Regions from separate parts of the Mus musculus genome. Here all the other regions are linked to region 2. The links are chromatin contacts, called in public Micro-C and promoter capture Hi-C maps. All regions are on one chromosome and are shown on one strand. Each heading gives the region's core, a stretch centred on a gene start, on an enhancer-like site or on the middle of the called end of the contact. The rest is flanking DNA. Distances are from core to core; before and after follow the strand shown. Region 1 has its middle 12 kb from the start of Zfp493. Region 2 holds the start of Zfp748 (zinc finger protein 748). Region 3 holds the start of Zfp953 (zinc finger protein 953).

Evidence for each region. Promoter capture Hi-C pulls out the DNA fragments that hold promoters and counts their contacts. Hi-C and Micro-C count contacts between places; a contact is called where the count stands out from the background.
Region 1: a Micro-C map of embryonic stem cells shows a contact between it and region 2, with 2.2 times the contacts expected there. The contact joins the enhancer-like site here to the promoter of Zfp748 in region 2. A contact is called at or near these places in 3 of 39 promoter capture datasets (embryonic stem cells and liver), 5 of 484 Hi-C or Micro-C datasets (CD4 T cells, embryonic stem cells and uterus), 4 of 115 datasets of contacts at active chromatin or transcription factors (embryonic forebrain, embryonic stem cells and stem cell-derived neural progenitor cells) and 3 of 9 other capture datasets (adipose tissue, liver and pancreatic islet).
Region 3: a promoter capture Hi-C map of macrophages shows a contact between it and region 2, with 8 read pairs. The contact joins the promoter of Zfp953 here to the promoter of Zfp748 in region 2. A contact is called at or near these places in 8 of 39 promoter capture datasets (erythroid cells, frontonasal cranial neural crest, hematopoietic stem and progenitor cells and 4 more), 13 of 484 Hi-C or Micro-C datasets (CD4 T cells, CD8 T cells, the N1E-115 cell line and 8 more), 9 of 115 datasets of contacts at active chromatin or transcription factors (CD8 T cells, the SCID.adh cell line, bone marrow-derived macrophages and 3 more) and 2 of 9 other capture datasets (adipose tissue and liver).

What each region holds. Positions count from the first base shown.
Region 1 is chr13:67,790,762-67,793,545 of GRCm38.p6, forward strand. No RefSeq gene overlaps it. Among named protein-coding and RNA genes, the nearest start is that of Zfp493, 12 kb to the left of the region's middle. Within about 2 kb of position 1,285, at least 7 of the 459 cell types and tissues checked have an H3K27ac peak or open chromatin away from gene starts, as enhancers often do. A contact at or near this core is called in embryonic stem cells, where this site is marked.
Region 2 is chr13:67,551,746-67,554,445 of GRCm38.p6, forward strand. It overlaps Zfp748 (zinc finger protein 748), which reads right to left and starts at 1,407. Exons shown (of 4, transcript NM_001035231.3): 1 at 1,286-1,407. The coding sequence starts at 1,291. 9430065F17Rik (RIKEN cDNA 9430065F17 gene) reads left to right here and starts at 1,457. Exons shown (of 5, transcript NR_131100.1): 1 at 1,457-1,508; 2 at 1,829-1,884.
Region 3 is chr13:67,359,203-67,361,902 of GRCm38.p6, forward strand. It overlaps Zfp953 (zinc finger protein 953), which reads right to left and starts at 1,370. Exons shown (of 4, transcript NM_001038651.3): 1 at 1,302-1,370. The coding sequence starts at 1,307. It overlaps Gm17039 (predicted gene 17039), which reads left to right and starts at 1,463. Exons shown (of 2, transcript NR_167764.1): 1 at 1,463-1,861; 2 at 1,970-2,700.

The sequences.
Region 1 (2,784 bases), core at 35-2,534, 240 kb after region 2:
GGACACTAGCATATATAGAGTGGATTAGGCCTGAGCCTACAGGACAAATTGTGTTTCCGGATGGCATAGCAGGACAGATAGTGCTATCTATAGCCTTTCAAACCCATGAAGCTCATGAGTTTGACACTGGACACTGAACTATTTACACTGTTGGCTTTTGGTTTTGCTTTGGTTTAATTGTAATTGTTGTTCTCTCTTGGAACAACAAAGTATATAATTTATTTAGAGTCTATAGAAGCCACAGTTGAGAAACTTCAGATTTTTAAAGTGACCTTGAACTTACAATGTTTGAATTTGTTTAAAGACTATAAGGATTTTAAATGTATACTATGCTAAGGCATAGTATATTGTGATGTTAACATGAGATCTTGGGGATAAACCAGAAAAGAAAGGTTGTAGTGAAAGACCCCCGAAGGGAGACCCTCACTCAGACACTCAAGTCCCAGGACAGCCGCGTACCCAAGAAGACACTGAGACCATACATAAAATGTAGAAGGTAAGATTTAATAAAGTAGCAACATGAAAGCACACAGACCAGAGCTCTGGGGTCGAAATAAAGCAGCAACATGAAAGCACACAGACCAGAGCTCTGGGGTCGAAACTCATACACCTAGTGGCACCTAGTGGTGTAGAGGAGAATCGACGGTCAGCCAAAATTTTTCACAGGCTTATATAGTAAAACTCAAAGGGGGAGAACTGGGCAGGGAAAGTACAAGTTTACATCACTAGGGAGTTCTGCCAAAGGAATCTACGTAACTAAGGAGTCATGTCCTATCATTTGGCAATGTACCCGGTTCATTTTGAGGTTGTTCCAGGAGGCCTTTATCTCAAAAATGTTCTTGGAACAGTTTTTAGTTGGGAGGGTTCGAACTTTAGGGTGAGGAGTTTTGGGGTGAAAAGTTTAGGAGTGTTCCGGGAACAATTTCTAGATGGGAGGGGTCGGGCTCTGGGGTGAAGAAGAGTTCAGTAAAAATTTTTATTCTTCAGTAGTTTAATGGCAATGTATTTGTCATTACTATGAACAAGTTGACAAAGAATCAATGATGCTGGTTAGTTTTTGTCATGTGGACAAAAATTAGAGCCACCTGAGAAGAGACAATTTCAACTGAGGAATTGTTTCTATCAAAATGGCCTACGAGCATGTCTTTGGAGCATTTTCTTGATTAATGATTGGTTTGGGAAGGCCAAGCCCACTGTGGTTTGGACCAACCCTGGGCAGGTGATCCAGGACTGTATAAGAGAGCAAGCTGAGGAAGCCATGGTAAAAGCAGTAAGCAACATTCCTCCGTGTCTCCATTTCACACCCCCAGGTTGCTGCCTTGATCTCCTACTTTGGCTTCTCTTGATGATGGGCTGTAACCTGTTTGTAACCTCCTCCAGCCTAAAGCAGGCTGGTTCAGACCTTTGCCACTGAGGCGGGGCCACCTGCGGTGCAGCTCTTGTGACTAAGTTGGTTTCCTTTCATGTGACACTGCCTACCACGTGACACTGCCTACCACGTGACACTGCCTACCACGTGACACTGCCTACCACGTGACACTGCCTACCACGTGACACTGCCTACCACCTGCTGAGAGGCTGAACAGGTCCTCCAAAATTTTCCTGAGTTAACTGCAACCTGTGCATTTGGCGACTTACTGTTAAAAGGCTGTGTTGACAACTTGGCATCACAACATCAAGAAACTCTGCGTGGCAGGGCATGGGTTTCCCCCCTTTATAAGTGCAGATTTTTATTAAACATTTGAGCCTTGATCAGGAACCTTGTCTTGGCTTCCATTTTTCTCTCGACCGCCTAGTTTCTGTCTTTTCAGCCCCAGTTTGCCTCCCAGGAGTAGCCCCACCCCCACCCCCCATGTGAGCCTCGGGATGGCTCCCAACACCTGTTCGCTGAATAAACCCTTATCTTCCTAAATTGTTCTTGGTCCATGTATTAACCCAGCAGCAAGATAAACTGGGATATAAGCAAAGCATGGAAATATTGCTTGTAATTTATTTGATATGACTGAAAAACTAATTACAGACATTGGAATCATGCAGACATCTCAAGTCTGGTATAAACCTAAATTATTTTATTGGCTCAACTTTGAATACTGAAAGATCACAAATTCAGGATGATTTTTATCAGAACAAGCCTGAGTCCCAAGATTTTTAGAGGTACCCCCCTCCCAGTGAAGACCGTATAGTACATTCTTGGAATATAATTGTTTGAAATTTACTGATTTTTATAAATAAAAGTAAGTAGTTCTTAATGCATTGTCAGTATTGTGTTTGGAATAACATTCTGTCACAGACATTGAAATACTATATGTTAGTAAGATTTGGTTGCTAGTTTTGACACTCCAGCGAGAGAGGGTACCTCAGTGGAAGAATTGCGTCCATTGAACTGGATGTCTGTGGGGCTCTTTCTTAATTACTCCTTGATGTAGGAGGTTCCAGTCCACTCTGGGTGATACCACCCCAGAACAGGTGAGAATAGGGTGTTTGAAAAGGTAGCTAAACAAGAGCTTGAGAGCAAGGCAGTAAGTGGCACTCTTCAGTACTCTTTGACCCAGGTTCCTGTCCTAAATTCCTACCCTGGCTTCCTTGAATGTTGTACTGTAATGTGTAAGACAGAATAAACCCTTTCCACCCCAAGTTGCTTTTGGTCATGGTGTTTATCAAAGAAGCAAAGAGACACACTAGAACATAAGTGTTGTAGGTAACATATTTTAACTATACACCCTTGTAGGTGAAATGAAGTTAGTCTGTTCCTATTGTTAATATCCTCCAAGTAATAACAACTAT
Region 2 (2,700 bases), core at 157-2,656:
AACAGATGTCACACAGATCACCAGGGGATGGTGAGCATCATCATCGCCATCCTGCAAACTTTCCTATCAGAGTCTTTGTAAGGACGACATGTGTAATACAACAACGTCACTATATGTGAGTTTCTAAAATGAGTAATTCCTTCCCTCATATTTTCACTTGTACAAACAAAAGACTATGTGAGCAGCCCACTGTGAAAAAACTACAGGATCCCGAGTGAACCATAGCTCTTAAAGTCATCTCTTACTCTTTTGACCCAGTATAAAAACTTGGGAGAAACGGTTCCGGACGAACTGTTTAAGGGCACTCGTGGAACACAGATCCCACAACTAGTGACAGTTTTAGACACAGTATGCAGTGGACAACGACGGGAGAAAACCATGGGATCGATCAGAGAGCACTGTAAGCATCCGGTCAGGTAGGCAGGACTATTTCTCTTTCCCAGAGAAACTCAAGCACCTCTGTCCCCTTACAGTCAATCCCTAGACACCCTTGTAGCCTCTAGCCAACTCATCTCCCACAAACTAATGGCATCATAATTCCCAATGGAATTGGATGAGTTATTCTTCTCCAGTACAGTGCAGGATCAGTAATTTCTTGTTTTGCAAAGCTAGAATCTTTTCCTTTAGGGGATCATTCTAGCTCTGCATGGGGGTGTTAGTCTGAGGATTCAGGTCACAGCAGTGATCATTAAGTATTCCTATTTAAAACGGCAGTCCATAAATCTCTGTTCCAATGAAAATGGGATTAACATCCCATGCATCAATCTCTCTCGCAAAACTCTCCGTCCTTGGAAACTAGTAACTCTATGAACTTCTATCAATACAAACTAAAAGTATTAGGCCGGCTATAAAGTACAGGAGGGGCCAGATCTCCACTTGGTCTAGGTGTCCTGAGAAAACTGACAAGCGCGGGGAAGGCGTGGGTCCATAGCCAATCTGAGATGTATGAGTCCACCACCACCACTTCCAGGTACAGGTTACGAGCAGACCCGCCTGTCCGAGCAATCCTGGATTTTCATATTCCCAATTCCTTTCTTACCAATACAGCCTCTATAAGAGACCCAGGCAGCTACTCTGAGCTCACAAGAGCGTTCACTTCCAGCACCAACCGCATGCCCTCTCCCCGGCCCCAGCAGGCTTCCAGACGCTGTGGCCCAGCCTAGGTCAGCAGGGCTCCACCAAGTCTGTTCTTCCCGCCTCCGGGCCACCCCTCCTCCGCCGCCTCCGGGCCGGACCCGCCCTCGGTCCCTCCGACCTGCAGCGGTACGCGACACCCTGGACCAACCTCCATGTCAGCGATGCAAGCCGAGCGCGGAGCAGGACCAGAGAATCGCCCAACTTTGAGAGAAAATGCACTAGTGCAGTCGCAATGCGGAAGTGCCGTTTCCACAATGGCTCCTTGTGAAGCGATCCAACGGAAGACTACACTTCCCACAAGTCTGTGCGACGAGGCGCCAGGAAAACAGGCTGGTGACGTGTGTGTTTCCTGTGTTTCTTCACCTCTGCAGGTGAGGATGGATGGGAACGCGAGCATTTTTTGCACTGGGACAGCCATAGGGAGTCGGGCTGCTTTTAAAATCCCGGGTTCACTACCGGAGATGTTTGAATGTGAGTCGAGCCTTTGACTCTAATGTTTGCTGATTATTTCTGGTCAATCTGTACTGATTTAAAACTCAAAGTCTACTTATTATGAGGTTTATTCCATATGTAAAATTCACGTTGACTCAATTTAACTTTAAAATAAATCAGCAAAAAATTGTATGGAAATGACCACTTTCTGTTAAGATGATTTTACAATCAGCCTATTTGTCACTCCGTGTCTTCGCAGATGCTCAGGAGCTTAAGACAGAAGGATGCCAAATCCAAGGATAACCTGGGCAAAAGGTACAAACTACAAAAAAGGGTTACTGAGCATCTTAGGGGTAAAGTCCCTGCTTGCCTGGGATGAAGAAGGCTTTAGTTATAAATACACCACTACAATAGACAATCTCGTCCTGTAGTTAAATAAAATAACCAGTTTGCCACAGCTGGAAAAAAAGTCTTAGTGTGAACATTGGAATCCATACAGTGTAGTGCACAGGTCAAGGTGCACAGATATGATTTAAAATTATAGAACAAAATTAAAAGCCCAGCTCTCTAGAATTCACTTGTAAAGAACTCAGAGAATCTAACTGGGAACATAGAAATAATGAATGAATGAATAAAGATAGATTGGCACCATTGGGACCTCCTATCTCCTCGTAAATATCTAGTGCTGTACTGGTCATGCCAAAGACCAAAGAACAAACCTTTTTAGAAAGAAGAGTCTGGACTCGTGACGGACAGTGGTTCACAAGGAAGCTAAATCTCAGCTGAGAAGGAAAGTCTTTTTTTTTTTTTTTTTTTTTTAATAAGAAACTTGTGTCCTGCCGGGCAGTGGTGGCGCATGCCTTTTATCCCAGCACTTGGGAGGCAAAGGCAGACAGATTTCTGAGTTGGAGGCCAGCCTGGTCTACACAGTGAGTTCCAGGACAGCCAGGGCTATACAGAGAAACCCTGTCTCGAAAAACCAAAAAAAAAAAAAAAAAAAAAAAAAAAAAAAAAAAAAAAAAGAAAGAAAGAAAGAAAGAAAGAAAGAAAGAAAGAAAGAAACTTACTTGTGTCCTTTTTTATTCTTCCCTGAAATGTTTAAGAAGGAGTTTTAATAACTGGTTGGGGAGG
Region 3 (2,700 bases), core at 120-2,619, 190 kb before region 2:
AAAACCTCTCAGAATCCACTGACAAGGCAGAACATGAAATTCTATCAGTCCAAAAGCTAAAACCTCATCAGATGGTATCTTAGGTAAATAGAATATCTCCGATGACTCTATGAGACACACACCAATGTATTTTAAATTTTCCTTGGTTAATGACATTCTCTGTTCTGTAAAACCATGAAACTGCCTTGTGTTGAAGCACAGAATTTGGATTAACCTAAGTCTGTATTCTCAGATAATGGCCACTCAAAAGGCTGACTAAACTGTCTCTTAACCCTTTAAGAGGAGAACTGCATTTTGCATGGACAGGAACCTATGTGAAAATTATAAGACCCCAAGTGTGCCAGAGCTTTCTGAATTTTTCTTACAACCACAGGAAAACATGAGGAAATCATTCTAGAAATGTCCAGTGAGCAGCAGTAAAGCTGGGTGCCAGATACAGGGACAGAGTGCATTTAAGAGAATTTAGATATTTCTGATAATGTGAACAGACAGAAGAAAATCATGTGACCAGAGGAGGGCCATCTCCTTTCTCTTTCAGAGACATTCCAGTCCCTTCCAGAGATCATGAGTTCCATTTCTCTCATCTCACCAAGTCATCTCTCATATCTGAGAAGGAGTCCAAATTTTGGACAGAACACATACTAAGAATTGTTGAGTATTATTGTCTAGTGTTTTTTTTTTTTAGCAGAAGGGCAAAATTCATAATTATTTGGATTGTGCAAACACTGGTTCATATCAATTACAGGACTACTCTGTGGCTATACAGCCATGTATTGTGGTGATTCAGGTACAGGATTATACATCCTGAGTTCTTATTCAACCCGAGGCATCCATAAATCTAACACTTTATTCCAAAGGAAAAGGAACTAACATTCCACACAACAATCACCCTCACGGGACTCTTTGTCCCTGGCACTAGGAACTTTAGGAAGATTTGTGAAGTCAAACTCCAGTACTAGATAGAACACAGAGTATAGGAGGCGCTAGATGTCCAAGTGTTCTAAATCTCCTGAGAATCTGACTACAGCCACGTGAGAACGGGTCAGCTAGGCAGAGCATATTTCCCCAGTAAAGATGAGTGCGCTCCTTTCAGCATCTCAGAAATAAGCAGTCAGCAGACCCAGCCTGCCCTTGCCATCCTGTTGTTTCCAACTTTCTTCCCTAGCCTAGGTCAGCACAACATCTCCAGGTCAGCAGCTTGCCCTGTCTCATAACAAGCCCAGATAAGCTCCTTCCGTGCCCGATACGCCACCCTGCACAGTCCCTCAGATCTGCAAGGTTGCGGTGTTCCCTGCACCAACCTCCATGTCAGAGATCCAAACGAAGGTTTCAACAGGACAGACGCCTAACTCTGGGGAGAAGTTAAGTTTGAAAATCAAATGCGGAAGTTTGATAGCAACGGCCAGCCTTCTGATGACGTCACAGGCATCCGGACTACATTTCCCACAAATCAGTGCGAAGAACTTCCATGAACCCACAGAACTGGGTTGTTCACCTGCTGGTATCCTGACTGTGATTCCTTGAAGTTGGGAAGAAACAGTCTTCTGCACTTGGGCAGTCACAGGGCATTTGGATTCATTTAAAGTTCTGTGGTCCCAGCACGCAATGTTAGCCTGTGAGTCGACCCTTTCACAGTGATGTTTATCAGGTTTCTTAGTTATTTCTGCTAGAACACCGTGATTTTAAACTATCTTACTACCACATGGAAAACTCGCACTTTCATGACTTGCTTTACTTAAAAATATGGAAGCAAGAGCTAATTTAAGGTGCTCTTGAAACCATCCTTGGTGACCCTGCCTGCTACGCAGCATATCAGGTGCTTAAGACAAAAGACTTAGAATTCAAAGCCAGCAACCATCAGGTATTTTCTGAGCACTTGCTTTCCTCTGCATCTCTCCCAAGAGGAGGAGCAGAGCTCCTGGGATCGCAGTGGTGTATGTCCTAACTCTTGGTCCATTTTGTATTATAGGATTTCTGCCTGTGTTAGGTTTGATGTTCCGTATTGAATTCTCCGTCTCTCATGTGAGCCTGTCATCGTTCATATTTGGCAATATTTGAACATCAGTGGTATCCGCCTTGAACTTCCGTTATTTCTCCGAAGCAGAACACCGAGATAATTCCTTCTTGAATACAAAGGTATCAGAAATATGTTCATAGCATTGCCAAATGAGGTCGGTATATTAAAGAAGTTACACTGGAAACATACAATATTGAGAATTCCCATCTCTTCTTGGGAAGGTTTATTCCTGTGAAGTTCAAGCTTGAGTCAAAGTTACAAACCCCATTGCAGAAAAGGCTTCATACTTCCCTGATATATTATGATTCAAAAGGAAGCTGTTTCAGAGCAAAGACTGTGCAGAGTCCCTATTGAGTTCTTTGTCAGGGAGTGTGTTTACCTATGGATGCAGAACACCTTCCTCGATTTAGAGAAACTAGAGTCAAGAAGCAGTACATTCACCTGGACACTTGATTGGCATGTCTGTTTAGAATGAGGTCATGAGTGGTCTGTCCTCCTCCTGAATATTGCAGTGGAAGGCATTGTCAGCAACCACAAGGACAGAATTTCTGAGCATAGCAAGTTTTCTAATATGTGTATGTGTTGAGGTTCGGTGTGTTGCTATGTTTTGTTATGCTAAATTCTCTACTCAAAGGTCTAGACTCTCTACTGACTTCTCACATTTACAAGGTTCTGTTGTGTAA